Linked DNA regions of Mus musculus: regions 2 and 3 are each linked to region 1. Evidence: chromatin contacts called from public HiChIP or PLAC-seq and capture Hi-C data. All regions are on one chromosome and are shown on one strand. Each heading gives the region's core, a stretch centred on a gene start, on an enhancer-like site or on the middle of the called end of the contact. The rest is flanking DNA. Distances are from core to core; before and after follow the strand shown. Region 1 holds the start of Stox2 (storkhead box 2). Region 2 holds the start of Helt (helt bHLH transcription factor). Region 3 overlaps Casp3 (caspase 3).

Region 1 (4,812 bases), core at 1,361-3,860:
GAAATAAAAGGGATAGCTACTTTGAGGCTTTTTCTGGGAATGGAGACGTGGTCACAGTACATTTTTAAAGTGTGAGACACTGACCCCAATTTAAAAGGATTTGCTATTCAGGGAGAAAGTAAGGCTTGACTATAAGTACCAACCACAAGCTTAAAACAATCTCCCCAGTTAAGACAGGGTTTAGAGTGGTTTGGTCTCCACGCTTCCACGACATTGCATTTAAAAGCAAATTCTTTCCAGAATGAAACATTTTTCACACCCTTACTTGTAAGGGACACAAAATGCAAGGTTCGCAGGATTTCCCCCTTCAGCATCCCTGGTCCAGTATCACAAGCCAGTGAATGGGATTCAAAGAAAACCAGCTCATTCCAGGAGGCTCTGAGCAGTCACCGCTTTCTCACAAGAAACCTATTTTTTGAAGCCTTCAATTCTAGGACCATTGTGTTTGCCCTTCCCATCCGGCATGCAAAACACGATACAGCCTCCATTCCATCCACAGCACTGATGCAAGCTATGCTAAGTCCACGCGCAATCGTGCGAGCGTTCCGTATGCAAACACACCACGACTCCCTCCCCAAGCTTTCAATGAGCTCCACGGCATAGCTCCTGCATACAAATTGAAACAGACTCAGACGGACATGGGCAGAGCTTCCCCCTGCCTCGAATCTCCAGAACGGTGCAAAGAACCTGTTCCTTTTTTTAAAAGGGGGGGAGGGAGTGTTTAAATATCCTCTAAGCCATAATGCAGGCAGGCCCAGGCGAACCTGGTATTGCGGGCAACCCTGGACTAAGGCTCGCCTTTCACAAAGCTCAGGGAAGGCTGCAGCCATCCTATCTCCCTGCAGACCAGATGCTCAGCTCAATCCCCCTCCCCGATTTTTACCTAAAGAATAGCTCTCCAACCCCATATTGAGAGGGCCTGCTGTGGATCTTACAGAGGTACAAAATGGTGGATGGGAGCTAATTTTTCCCTGCTCTCCCCATACATAACTCGGCACATCCATCACCGCAGGTCCTCCTCTACCCCAAACCCTCAACTAGCCGCGGCGCAGCAATCACAGGCGGCGGCTGAACCGTGCTTTACCAACCTGATGTCATGTAGCCCCTAGAAGCCTGGGGCGCGAAGGCCGCGGGGAAGCGCTTGTGCAGGCGGTAGTCCTTCTCGCTGCGGGACCTCATGCGGTCCGAGGCCCGGTCCGAGAAATCCGAGCTAGGCCAGGCTCGCCGCAAGGTTGTGCTCCGGGTCTTCTTCATGGTGGGAAAGGGCGACCCTGGTGCCCCGATAGTAGGGCCTCAGCGCCAGGGCGCAGCGCGCTGCTTCATCCGTCTACCGAGGCCACGACCCGGGAGGACTCTGCGCACATTTTTTCCCCCAGCCCCTCTTCTCGTCGGTGTCTACACCGCCGGCGGCAGGTCCGGCCCTCCCCACGCCCCCCCACACCCCCACGGAGAAGGCTCGGATTTTACACTCGTCCCACAATGCATTCCACTTCATTTGCAATCCGCCGGGCTTCCAGCTTCCAGATTCCTGAGGGGGAAGGCACGTTGGGAGGCTCGGCGGCCGGGAGGGGGCGGCCCGGGTGGGGGCGCCGAGACTTGCAGCGTGGAAGCAATGGGAGCGCAGACAATGGCCCGATTCAGCGCAGGAGTGCTTAGCCAACTGTGCGCCACAGCACAAAAGACCCAAACAAATGAGGAAGCCGAGGCCTCCGGGGGCCGACCCGGGATCGCACGCCCCGGCAGCTTGACCGGTGGGCGGCAGCCCCAACCGCACTAGGAGGCTTCAGCGCGAGGCGTGGGGATGACAGCGTCCGAGTCGCGTCCCCCTGGACCTCCCAGCCGCGAGGGCCGCAGTCCCCGGCGCCCGCTGTCTCTGCTTCTCTCTCGCAGTCCTCGGGAGGCAGTCTTCATTCCAGAGGCTCGAACGGGGGGCGCACGGGAGCACCGGGACCGCCGCTGCGACAACGCAGGAAGAGCCCCGTTGGGTGCTGGCGACCGCGGCGCGCCGTCAGGCTTCCTCCTTCCGAGGCTGGCGGGGGCGCGGGAGGGTGGGGGCGCGTGCCGACACGCGTGGGTCCCCCGCCGCAGGCATACTCTTACTCACGGGCCGCGGTGGCTGCGGAGCCCGGCGATCGGCCCCCGCGCGAGGCCATCGCGGCTCGGGGACTAGCGCGTTGCGCTCTGGCACCGCCGAAAGCGGGACGGCTACCCAGTGTCATGCTAATCTCGGGGCAGCGCGGAGGCTCGGCGTAGATCCCCGCAGCAAAGCCCCAGCGGCGACGGCGACGGCGGCGGCGGCGGCGGCGGCGCGGGGCCTGGGCCCTGCGGATGACACCGCGCGGATCGTTCCACGTCTTTCCGATGGTCCCTCCCCCTCGCTCCGAGGGCTAGCCTTCGTGGGAACGCGCTGATCTGCGGCGCCCGGCCTGGTCCACCTGCGCCCAGCCGGAGACGCGGGGCGCCGCGAACGCGCGGGGACGCCAGGCCCACGCCGACTGCCACGCGCCAACGGCCTGCGCCCTCTGCGATCCTGAGTGGAAGTCACTCCCCAATGGCCTGGTTGCGCTGGCGGGCCCGGGGCCTCTGCACCGCCGGGCCCTGCACAGCTGCTTATGGTCCAAGCACCAATCGCTGCAGGACAGCGGTGCGCGCGGAGGAGGGGGCGCGGGCCAGACGCGAGGTCACGCCGAGTTAAAGGCGCCCGGCCTGGCCGCCAGCCCCGCCACGCGCCGCCACTCCCATTCTTATCCACCACTCTCACCTCCCCATTTGGGTTGCCAAAAATGCGTTTTGAGCTCTAAACAAGGAGAATAAACTTGATTGCCTCTGGAGGTGATCTGTCATTTCCCGTTTGAGCTGGGTGGTTTTTTTTTTTTTTTTTCTTTCTTTCTTTCTTTTTTTTTTTTTTCCTTTTCTTTAATGCATCTGTGACAACGAGACGTTCCCAATCATTTTTAAAGGTGGCATTCCACGCTGATGGGTGACAAGATGCAGAGCCAGCAATAGGAAGCCTTCATGGAAACGTGTATTCAGCAGTCGGAGGGCCCTAAAGGGTTAAGATTCAGGAAGCTCTGGCAAGACATCCAGGAGGCAGAAAGGCAATGAGATCTAGAAGGGAGGCCATCATCCATCTCCAGTATGTGGCTTGGTAATACATAGCCAGAACAACCTCTCTGTGGATACCAAGGGGGTGGGGATAAAAAGCCACAAGTCGCATATAAAACCTATAACTACATCAAGCAATATTAATTACTAACTACAAACCTATTAGCTAAATGTTTAGCGACCTCCTTTTAGATTCAAGACAAGCCTTTAAAAGGTACCCTTTGCTAAAATGGCAAGGAACAGAAAGACGACTGGTTTAGAAGATCAATGTGTAAAGGGCCATAGAGGTGAATTTTTTGTTAATGTTTTCACGAATGGGCGTTACTGACATTCAGGTATCTCAAATCAACAAAACATCAGTTCTCAAGACACCAAAATGGTCACACAAATTTTTGCAGTAATTATGACTTAAGAGGGATTGTGATCATGTGACAACTTTGGTATTCATTCACTGAGCAGATTAAATAGGCAACATACCAAATATGGTCCCATGCAATGAATGGTCCAGCAGAAAAGAAATGCAGGAAGCTGAGTTAAAGCCAAAAGTTGTGCCACATTTTATAAAGATGCATTAACCTCTGTGAGGCATGCCAGTAGCTGGGGCCTAGAGCATGAAGAGCCCCTCAAAGAGTGAAGGGATTGGTGTCCAGGGCCATGGGAACAAGTGCGACGGTCCTGAAGTCTAAACCAGTCTTGGTTTCTGTTGGAAGAAATGCAAGAAGGCCAGTATGGCTGGAGTCAGAGCTGAACAGGAAAGCCGTGGGCGGTGAGGTCAGAGAGAGGGAGCGTAGATCATGCAGGGACTTGCTAGCCATGTTCAAAGTTTTATTTCCTACTCTTGATGGACTGGGGGCCACAGAAGAACTCAAAGCAAAAATACAGCCATAATTTTATAATTTCTATATAGAAGGAGTTTAGAGGGTATAATATAAGGCAGGGGCTAGTTGGTAATTACATGTAATATGTTTTTAAAAAATGATCATGTTCACACTGTGAAAGGATGAGTGGGGCTGGTATACATTTGAAGAGGAGAGCTACATCTGGTCTCAGTCGCTTGTGACAACAGACCTTGCAGGGAACTGAGAGCATCCACTGGCCAAGCAGCCACACCAGGCACCTAAGAAGCAGGCAGCAAACATGCCAGGGTTCTCAGAACCCAGATGATGCATGAAGCAGGTATGGTAGCCGCTGCCACCCACCCACCCCCACCACTGTCAGTAACTGACTCACCCACGTCAGCTAACAATGCGCAATGGTCATCCCAAGAGAACGGATGAGTGCAGCCACTGGGAAAGTCGGGTTCATCATGTCCATTCATCTGTGCTATGGGAAAGACTGCTTTGTTCATGGGACCCCGGGATTCCCCAGCCACAGCGCCTAGCCGCCAAGTCCTCCTAGAGCCATAGCGTATCCTAGTCATGAACTATCTATTTACCAAGTCAGCCCATTGTTGGGAACCCCAATATTCAATCTGAGAAATTCACAACTAAGATTTAATTGCTAGGGATTCAGTTCAGCTACAAGAATGGGGAGTTGAGTTATAAAACCACAACCCACGTAAAAAGCCAGGTGTGCGCTTGTAAACCCAGCACTTGGAGGGGCAGAGACTAGAGGATCACTGGGGCTCCCCAGTCAGCCAGTCTGTAATCCTCAAAGATACAGATCCAGGTCAGACCAGAGACATTGTCTCAAAACAAAACAAAACAA
Region 2 (4,812 bases), core at 1,614-4,113, 990 kb before region 1:
AGGATAAAAGGAGGAAGGTCTTGAGCACCCCATGAGTTTAGTCTCCTACCCCCTAAGAGACACCTCTAATATCTGCTTAAGCTTCCATTCTGTCTGCCTCGGACTGCGCAAAGGTCCTCTCTCCTTGGCTAAATTACTGAATGCCCTCACCTGGGCTCCTAGCCCCCTTAGGATTCCTTGTAAGACACTTAGAGTGGATGGTTTGTGGGTGAGCAAAAGATAGCAAAGAACTTCATTTCTTTAGCACAAAATATTTATTGATCTTTAGCACAAAAATATTTATTGGTTGGGGAGGACCTTCAGAAGGCGAATTCGCTTCTGACGCTTTCCCATCCAGATCTTGTTAGCACACTATTTACACTCGTACAACATATACATCGTCTCAAGCCGCCACCGAATCGCAAAGTAATCTAGGCAGTGAGTGGGTGTCAGAGCACCGGAGGGTGCTGGGGCGTGTGCAGGTTGAGGCCGTTGGGGTGGCCATGGCCGATCAGATTGAGATAATGCCGGTCCAGGCCCTGCATCGGAGCCAAGAAGGGGCTGTGCTGCTGTGCCGGGCTGGGGAGAGGTACCGTCGCGCTGGACAAGTAAGGCAGTGCTGGGCTGCGGGCAGCTCCAGGAGGCCATGGGAATGACCCTGGGGTAGCCCCCTGCGGGAACATTGTGGCTTCACCTGGGCTGTGGCCCGGGAACTCTGGGCTTGCTGCATGCAGCTGATAGGAGAAATCTGGCTCCGGAAGCGAGAGCGGCGGAAAGGTGGGCTCGGCGCCCAGGCGGGCCTTGGATTGCAAGAAGGCGAGGATGCGCGCATACTTGGTGTCTTTGGTCTCCATCCGCTCCACGGTGGTGAGGTAGTGCACCAGGTTCTTCATGCACTCGTGGTAACCGTAGTGGAAGTAGTTGGCAAATTCTGCTAAAAGCTCTGCTGGGGTAGCAAAGTAATAATAACAATAATAATAATAATAATAATAACAACAACAACAACAACAACATAAATGGTAGGGAGAAGGAAACAAAAGAGAACAGGCACACCCCTTCCTAGAACGGTGCCGAGGTATCTTAATAGGGTTTGGGCTGGATTCTCATTTGAGATTGGCATTCTCTACTCTGCAGTCTAGACATTGGAAAAGCAGTAATCTTGTCTCAAGAGCCTGACCCCGCCACCCCACGCCTGTGAGGAGTAATAGACCTGCATCTTTAGGTGCTGGTCCATAGCATCCAGCAGGTGCATGTTCAGGAACCAAGCGCCTGGACGCTTCGGGGGCTTCCTGCTCCCGGACTGTCCTCCACTCTCAGACCCTAGGTTCCCGCGAGGCATACTCTCCCCAGTCAGGTTTCCTTTGCCTGAATCAATGCCCACCTTTTTCCCTTCCCCGGGGAAAATCCGCGGAATGCAGAGCTCTGAGGTACTGCACTGTCATCTCCAGGATCTCCGCCTTCTCCAGTTTCCCGGAACTCTGCAAAAACCCCACAGGAGCTTAGAGGCGGCCCATCCACAGCAGACCCACGCACATGCTCTCTGTCTTCTGTAGGGGAGCAGCCAGGAAGATGCTGGCGTCAGAGAGGCTACTGCCGCCCAGAGTGGGGCGAGTTCTCTTAGGCCAGCAGCGTCTGTAGAGACTTTGGGGACTCTGCAGAGAGTGACAGTGGGGGAGTACCCAGCACCACAAACGTTACCTGTTTCGCCAGGGCCATAGGGACTGTCTTGCCCAGCTCGTTCAAGCAGCGGTTAATTCGGTCCCTCCTTCTCTTTTCTATCACTTTATGAGAAACCGGGGTTCTCTGTAAACAGAAAGTTTTGCATTTAAGATGGCTTCGCCCAAGGAGTCATCCAAGGCAAAGCTTCTGTGTTACAAGGGTCACTAATTCGCCAACCCGAAGAGACCCCTGCCCCGCCACACTAGACCAAGAGAGCTCTGTGTCCCCGGACTCAGAGCTCTGTGTCCGTGCTGGCTGGCTCTCTTGCCGTTCAACTTCCCTACACATCCCTGCCAAGGCCAAGCTAAGTGCCAAGGCTCTGGGACGTGGCCACCCGCCTCCCAGAGTGAGCTGTCTCCAATCAAGGACTCTCCTTCCAGTCTCTGTTCCCTTTCCAAACCACTCTGGATTTCTCCACACTTAAAGTTCTGGGTGGCACATCTTAGTCATCTATCCAGCCAGATGTCAGGTTAGTTGGTGAGTCACACTCTTCCACCACCAGAGCGCAAGGAACTCACTTTGCGTTCCTTGAGCCTGTCAGACATTCTGGTGTGCGTGCGCGCCCTCGGCAGAGGCGGTGGCGCGAGGCACTCGTCCACGTTCCACCTCGTGTGCCTCTTCAAGTGTTCCAGGTAGACTGCAGCCTCCCAGGTCCGAGGGGGCTCCCTTTATAAAGCAGCCATCTAGGACTGCAAGTGCATTCTCACGCGCTGAATTATTCCATAGGATTAGGAGTTCTGCGTTTGGAGCATGTATGCATTCAAGGTCAGTTTTAAAGAAGTTGACAAAAAAATTTTTAGCAGCCGAGGGGGGCGAGGTGGGGGCAGATCAGCTTTGTTAATCCACGTGGCTCTTCAAAGGACACGTGATTCGTCCAGGAATAACATTTGCATGGCAACAGGCACCTCAGGAAGAGGGGGCGAGAAACTGGAGCCGGCGGACCAGCGAGCGCCTGCACTCTTAGCCGGCGCAGAGCGCAGGGGCGCAGTGGCTGCGGGCACCGGGGGGCGAGGACCTTCACAAAACAGCGTCGCTTCCTTTAGTCCCACCGCTGAGTCTCACACGATCGCCTGTTTACAAATCCCAGCAAGCCCGCGGTCCCAGCGCCGAGTGCGTTTTAAAGCCTGTCCAGAGTCATTAAAGTAATTAAGTAAGCCTTTAATAGGCTGTTCCGCCGGGTTCAAGGGAGAGCTTCTGGAGACGGAGGCGCCCCGTTTGTTCCCAGGCTTTTCTCACACGACTTGGTGACACGTCCGTCTCCCCCCTTTTTGTTTACACCGCTTTATTTGTCCGGACATCCCGGCAGGTGTGGGGCTGCGGCTGGCACACGAGGCTCCCGCCTCGCTTCGCCCCTCCCGCGGGCCTTTGGCACGCGACTCTCTCCTCCCCCCGCCCCAGTCTCTGACCAAATCCTCTGCTTTCTTTTCTCCCCCCTCCGGCTCTCTCTTCGCGGGGGGAAGAGGCTCAATTTGTAGCCTATTATCCTATAGGAAAATGTCCATTGAAAAGTATGAATAGTTTCATTGGGCTAAATTTTAATAATGCCAAGAGTGGGGTGGAGGACAGACAGGCGGGTGTGTGTGTGTGTGTGTGTGTGTGTGTGTGTGTGTGTGTGTGTGTGTGTGTGTGAGGGGGGTGGGAGGATTGGGGCAACACAGAGGAGAGTGGGCCGAGAAGAAAAGGGAGAATGCAGCTGGCCCAGGCGAGCATTATGCGCCGTCACCTGCATGAGGGGGCGCCTACAGACCCCTATTCATTTGCCTAATTTTGGTCAATTTAACAAACTTCAGGAGAAATTATTGTGGCTTTGTCAGGGAGGGTGAAGCCTTCTGATCGAATTAACAGCATGTTTTGATCCGGTAAATGTCATTAGAAAGGGAGAAACAATCGCGCTTAGAGGGCTCTGGGTAATGCGCCCAAGTGGAGACGCCAAAGCGCACAGCTCACAAAGGGAGCAAGTAGCTGCCACAGGGAACTTTTGTACCCGCCCATCGCCCAAGTTTTGACACAAAAAGGCATTATTTCATACTTGAATACGTTTAATCCAACGATTGTCTATTTTTTGCAAACATATTTTCACAGCATTGTTAACTTTTTATGTCCCCCTCTCGCGGGCGCCTTTTCTTAACGTTTGGGGGCGGGAGAGCGCAGACACTTTGGGCATCAATATTTGTCACTGAAAAGGGTCCCGTGAAGTTAGGGAATTTGATCTCTTTTTTATGGTTTTAGAAAGCGAAATATGGGGGGGGGGGAGGGAAGAGACGGACAGAAACTCAGAAGGAAACTTACTGGACAGGCCCAGAGGGAAGGAGGGGGTGGCAGTTCCTGGGAACTCTCTCTCTTTGCTCGCTGTGTCTTTGCCTTGAGCCTGCTGTACAGCCCCAGACCTCTACCAACCAACCTCTCATTGCTGCCTCTGGGCATGTGGGGGGTGGTGGAGGGGGCGAGCTTTCCTTCATATAAAAACAATAAAAATGACCTTTGCTTTATGACTTTATTCCAGAGTCAGCAAGTTCTCATCTGTTCCCAATCTTTCTCATCTGGGAACAAGGAAAACCACCCTTCAAGTGTCGCCTTAGTCCCTTTGCCCCCCACCGTGGAGTAAATTCTCTCTATTCTGCTAGACAACAGCAGGCCCAAGGCTTATCCCTTTGGGGAGTGCCAGTCCCTTGCCAGAGGTAGGTAGGTAGGTAGGTAGGCAGGGTGGGTCCCTGCAGCACCTAGGAAGCTCCGGGGCGCAAAGCTAGCTGTGAGATGCAGGACTTCTGGAAAGCAGCCGCCAACCTTCCGGTGCCTGGAGGGTGTGGAATCGGTTTGCACCGAGCACACTAGGGTGCCCCAGTCTTGCTTACTGGTTTTTGTTTTGTTTTGTTTGTTTGTTTGTTTTGTTTTTTTCGACATACTTCACGCCAGATTGGGCAGGATCCGCACCTTTTTACAGGTTGCTCTGCCAGCCGCGTGCTCTCTTAGGGGTCATCGGCCTCGGTATATTCACTCGCACACAAGGGGATTAAACAGGAAGCCTGATCGTCCAAATCAGCTAACTTGAATGAGTAAAAGGGAGCCCGGAGTTCGCCCCCCGCCCCCTTTTTTCCCCTTCCCTGCCAGCGGACT
Region 3 (4,812 bases), core at 1,511-4,010, 650 kb before region 1:
TTTGTGTGGATATTAGATGAGTTATATTGTGACACATTATGAAGCTGAGCAGTGAAGCCTATTCTAAAGGCTAGTAAGATGTTTATATACCCTTTACAAAAGTACCCTTACATCCCTAAAATAACTAACCCGCCATCTTAGTTACTTTCCTATTGCCGTGACAGAACGCCATGACCAAGGCAACTTACAAAAGAAAATGTTTAATATGGAGCCTGTGAGTACAGAGGATGAGAGTCTGTGGACCATTGTGGCAGGAAACGGGGGTGGAGGTGAGGGCGGCCATGCAGTAGACAGGTGTAGGCTTACATCTCCATCTACAAGCACAGCACAAGGTAGAGAGAACTAACTGGAAATGATGCTGGCTTTTGAGTCCTCAAAGTCCACCTGACACACCACTTTCACCAAGGCCATGATTCCCAATCCTTCCCAAAAAGTTCCACTTACTCGGGACCAAGTATTCAAACATGTGAGCCTATGGGGGTCATTGTCATATAAACAACCACACACACACACACACACACACACACACACACACGGTGTTCAGTTGTTTGTGGGTGTAAACCTGTATGTGGTTATGTGCATATCGTAGTCTGAGAAAACCTGGCTCTCACAGTTGTCTTTTGAGTTCCATGTGTACTGTCTGGCACATGCACAGCTACATGCACACAATAAGTAGATAGAGAGATAGATAGATAGATAGATAGATAGATAGATAGATAGATAGATAGATAGATCTATTAAACAAATAAAATATACTCATCTTGTTTATTTTATCCACTAGGTATCTTCTAAGCAGTGTACTTCTAAGCTAAACACAATGAATCCTGTAGTTAATCTGAAAATAAATACAAAAACCCTATGGGGGGGGGCCTTTTTGAATACTATTTGTTTTATTCATCCAGTTGCCCCAGAGGCAAACTAATGTCATTTTTTTAAAGTGTACATCTCTAATAAACAGCTTAGTGGTTAAGGGCACTTGTTACTCATGCAGAGGACCTGGCTTCGGGTGCTCACAGCCGCACGGTAGCTCACAACCACGGGTAACCCTGATTCCAGGGTTCTGACTCCCTCTTCTGATCTGCGTGGGCACAGGGCACTTGCATACATGCAGGCTGAGACATCATAAACATAAAATGAATAAGCAAAGAAACCTTTTTAAAGTGTGTGTATATGTAAGCAGTTTATTTCCTGCCTGAGCCAGTATTCATAACAGATGAGTTCAGATTGAAACACCATGTTACCTACAGGGTCCCATTTGCATAGCTTTGCACAACCTGGTATTGTCCGGTCTGTGTCTTCCTCTTCTTCGCCCTGACCTATGGGAAAGAGACCCTAAAGTAGAACTCGGGAAACCAACAGTAGTCAGTCCTGATTGATCTGCGTTTTCTTTTCCAGCAGAGAGCAGTGAGGTCTGGAGTCCAGGGTTGCTAATTATTTTCCTTTGTGTGGCTTCTAAGACTGAGGAAGCTTATGTCTGTCTGGATCGTTCTGGTTATATGAAAATGTGTAGACTCCTCCAGAGTGATGCTGTGGTGTAATAGAAGATACAGTCCTTCGTATTTTTGCCTCCTAGGTTACTATTCCTGGAGAAATTCAAAGGACGGGTCGTGGTTCATCCAGTCCCTTTGCAGCATGCTGAAGCTGTACGCGCACAAGCTAGAATTTATGCACATTCTCACTCGCGTTAACAGGAAGGTGGCAACGGAATTCGAGTCCTTCTCCCTGGACTCCACTTTCCACGCAAAGAAACAGATCCCGTGTATTGTGTCCATGCTCACGAAAGAACTGTACTTTTATCACTAGAGGAATGATTGGGGGTGGGGGGGGGCGTGTTTCTGTTTTGTTATGCCAAATGAGAAAGCTGTCAGGGAGACTCTCATTTAAATCTAATCTGACGGTCCTCCTGGTCTTTGTACGCTACCACTGCCTAGCAATGCAGCCAGCCACAGTGCAGCTACCTCAACTTCGACATCAGGTAGTTGAAATGAAATTTAATTTAATAAGGAGCAAGTAACTGTCAATGATGGTACTATCATCCTAGATGAAATTACAAAGTTGCCCTTTTATAATTAGCAAGATTTGGCGATACTATGAATTTTGAAGTCATTTTGAAGCAGTACAGCTTTTCCACTGATGATTTTATACTCCCCACTCATGTTAAGAATGTTGTTCTAGTTTTCGTTAAACGTAGAAACAATAATGTCAAATGATAATGTCTTAGAACTTGAATCCATGAGCAGAGTCAAAGGCTGGAACCCTTGTTTTGGACCTGATTTATGGAAGTGAAGAGTTGGACCACCATAGCATGCATTATAGCTACTGGTTTTGTGACAGTTGTCCACAACACGTATTTGTTATTTTAAAAAAAAAAATCATGTTTTATTACTGGAACAAAAATAACTTGAGTATTTATGTGAGAGGAAAACCGTGTGCGAACTTGGTTGACTCATTGAAGGCAAGGTGCTAAAATCCATCAGCATTTGTTTCTTACTTATCCTTATACAAATCAGCTCGGTCTTACAGACCAGCAAAATATCTCAAGAGCTGTTATGTAACAGCCTCAAATGGTTGATTATTAGAATGAAGTACAGGAATTCTATAGGAATATACTATAATACCAGTTGTCAAACAGAGCTTAAGAAAAGGAGAGATGAAATCTACTGTAGTTGGAGAGAATGTGGTTTGAGCCAGAGCAGAGACTTGGCAGAGCCATGGGCACATCTTCAGAAAAGGCCTGCCAGCTGGACTCCCCACCCCTCACCCCACCCCCCTTGTGAGTTCTGGTTTGTGTGGATGATGTCCAAGTTACCACGTGGGAAAGTGAACCAGATCACAAACTTCTGCAAAAAGGCTTTCCCAGAGGGCTGAGAGTCTGAAGAAAGTTCACTGGACTCCATGTCCAGAGTCTGTAGCATGCTGACTTTTCTGTTGACGTTTACAAAGAAAGGAAAAATAATGGTGATATTTATACTGTGCTAGAAACGAAAGGGCCAGGGCACACAGGACTTGGAAAGCATCCAGCAATAGCCCTGCAGCCCATGTGGAGAAGCTGCGGGCTGCAGTCCATCCTCAGGGAGACTGTGCTCTGCTCCTGGCCTCCTTATGGGGGTGCTGAGTCACTGCTGGCTCTCGCAGCATTTCTCCTAAGCTTCCTTGTTGCACAAAGAAAGGAAGGAACTCACATTGTAACGGATAGATTCTTGTTTAGACTGGCTTTGTTGTTAACGCTTTCTAAGTGAATGCAGCATGTGATGGTATTTTAAAGTGTGTTCCCATGTGACAATTTTATAAAAGTTTGTTACCTTGCAATTTTATTTCAAAACATAAATTCAGATTTAAAATTATCAGTGTATTTGAGGGTTTGTTGTTGTTGTTGTTGTTGTTGTCGTCGTCAATACTTTTGCTGTTGTAATAACTAAGTGAAAGTTAAAATAATTTTAACCCACAGTCTAATTTGAGAGAGTCAGAGGATGCAACAAGGCCTTAATCTAATATGTTAAGGTGTTGGCAAGTGGAAGAACCTCTGATATGATAGGATTTAAACCCAAAGAAATAGGTAGAATATACTCAAAGAATACAGGAAGGGGTGGGGACTCAGCTCCTCCAAAGTTTACATAATAACCACAGCTTCTCTAAAGTGAAGGTCAAAAGTGGATCAAGGAACTCCTGTACACAAGGAGGAGCGTGTCACGAATGTTTTTGTCTAGCTGCTTTCTAACAGGGGATAGGGTGGTGGAGAAATGACTCAGCAGTTAAGAGCGTCGGCTGTTCTTCAGAAGAACTGGATTTGAACCCAAGCACCCACATGGCAGCTCACAATTTTTTGTAACTAGCTCCAGGGGACCCAACTGCCTCTTTTTGCCTCCTTGGGAATTTTATGCACATGGTGCAGAGGCATACACGTGGGCTAAATACCTATATACATGAAATTAAACCTTTAAAGACTAGCTCTTTAATGTGTGGAGAAAAGGCTAGCCCATTGTAATTTCCATACTATCTATATAAAGAGGTCTGAGATAGTACAAAGAAAACAACTGGAGCTATGGGTCTGGGAGTAGTTAGCTGGGTAAAGCAGTTTCCTTGCCAGCACAAGAACCTGAACTAGAACTTGATCCCCAGAATCCATGTTAAAAGGAAAAAAAACCCGAATTGTGATGCTCGCTTATAATTCCAGCAGTGATGGAGATAAGTGAGTTCCTGAGGCTCACTGGTCAACCAGCCTAGTCTCCATGGCAAACGCATGGCTGATGTGCTCAGCTATGGAGAAATGATACCAGTCCCATTATCACCTGGCCTACACATACACAAGATAAAAACCATCAACTGGGCCATGTATGTGAATAGAGCAAGTGTAAACAAAGAGAGCATATACCCCTTATGTTCAGATAACCCAATCTCCCATCATAATAAGAGGAATATAAATTATGATATCACCTACCAGACTGGACAGTATCGCCCAAGTGCTGGAGGTATAGGCATGCATCACCATGCCAAGCATGTGCTGTGGTTAATCCCAGCACTCGGGAGGCAGAGGCAGGTGGATTTCTGAGTTTGAGGCCAGCCTGGTCTACAGAGTGAGTTCCAGGACAGCCAGGGCTGTACAGAGAAACCCTGTCTCAGAAAACAAAACAAAACAAAAAACAAACAAAAACATGTTGCATGAATATTCATGAGATGGATGGCATATTCAGAGGGGTAAGGTGACCATTTGTTCCCTTCCAAACCATAGTGAACCAGATCTCTTCTTGGCTAGTCCTTCCCATGATCCTCTTTAAAAAGAGAAGCAAACTCACTAAGAAAATGATATTATAA

Evidence for each region. HiChIP or PLAC-seq counts read pairs in DNA pulled down with a chosen protein or histone mark. Capture Hi-C pulls out chosen DNA fragments and counts their contacts.
Region 2: a capture Hi-C map of embryonic stem cells shows a contact between it and region 1, with 2.3 times the contacts expected there. The contact joins the promoter of Helt here to the promoter of Stox2 in region 1. A contact is called at or near these places in 1 of 484 Hi-C or Micro-C datasets (embryonic stem cells), 2 of 115 datasets of contacts at active chromatin or transcription factors (embryonic stem cells and forebrain) and 1 of 9 other capture datasets (embryonic stem cells).
Region 3: a contact with region 1 is called in an H3K4me3 HiChIP or PLAC-seq map of forebrain, with 5 times the contacts expected there. The contact joins the enhancer-like site here to the promoter of Stox2 in region 1. A contact is called at or near these places in 5 of 115 datasets of contacts at active chromatin or transcription factors (embryonic forebrain, forebrain, large pre-B cells and 1 more).

What each region holds. Positions count from the first base shown.
Region 1 is chr8:47,286,792-47,291,603 of GRCm38.p6, forward strand. It overlaps Stox2 (storkhead box 2), which reads right to left and starts at 2,611. Exons shown (of 4, transcript NM_001114311.1): 1 at 1,089-2,611. The coding sequence starts at 1,254.
Region 2 is chr8:46,291,808-46,296,619 of GRCm38.p6, forward strand. It overlaps Helt (helt bHLH transcription factor), which reads right to left and starts at 2,864. Exons shown (of 4, transcript NM_173789.4): 1 at 2,217-2,864; 2 at 1,678-1,782; 3 at 1,361-1,457; 4 at 240-922. The coding sequence starts at 2,243. The coding sequence ends at 429.
Region 3 is chr8:46,636,346-46,641,157 of GRCm38.p6, forward strand. Casp3 (caspase 3) reads left to right here. Exons shown (of 7, transcript NM_001284409.1): 7 at 1,574-3,353. The coding sequence ends at 1,803. Among named protein-coding and RNA genes, the nearest start is that of Casp3, 21 kb to the left of the region's middle. Within about 2 kb of position 2,761, at least 154 of the 459 cell types and tissues checked have an H3K27ac peak or open chromatin away from gene starts, as enhancers often do. A contact at or near this core is called in forebrain, where this site is marked.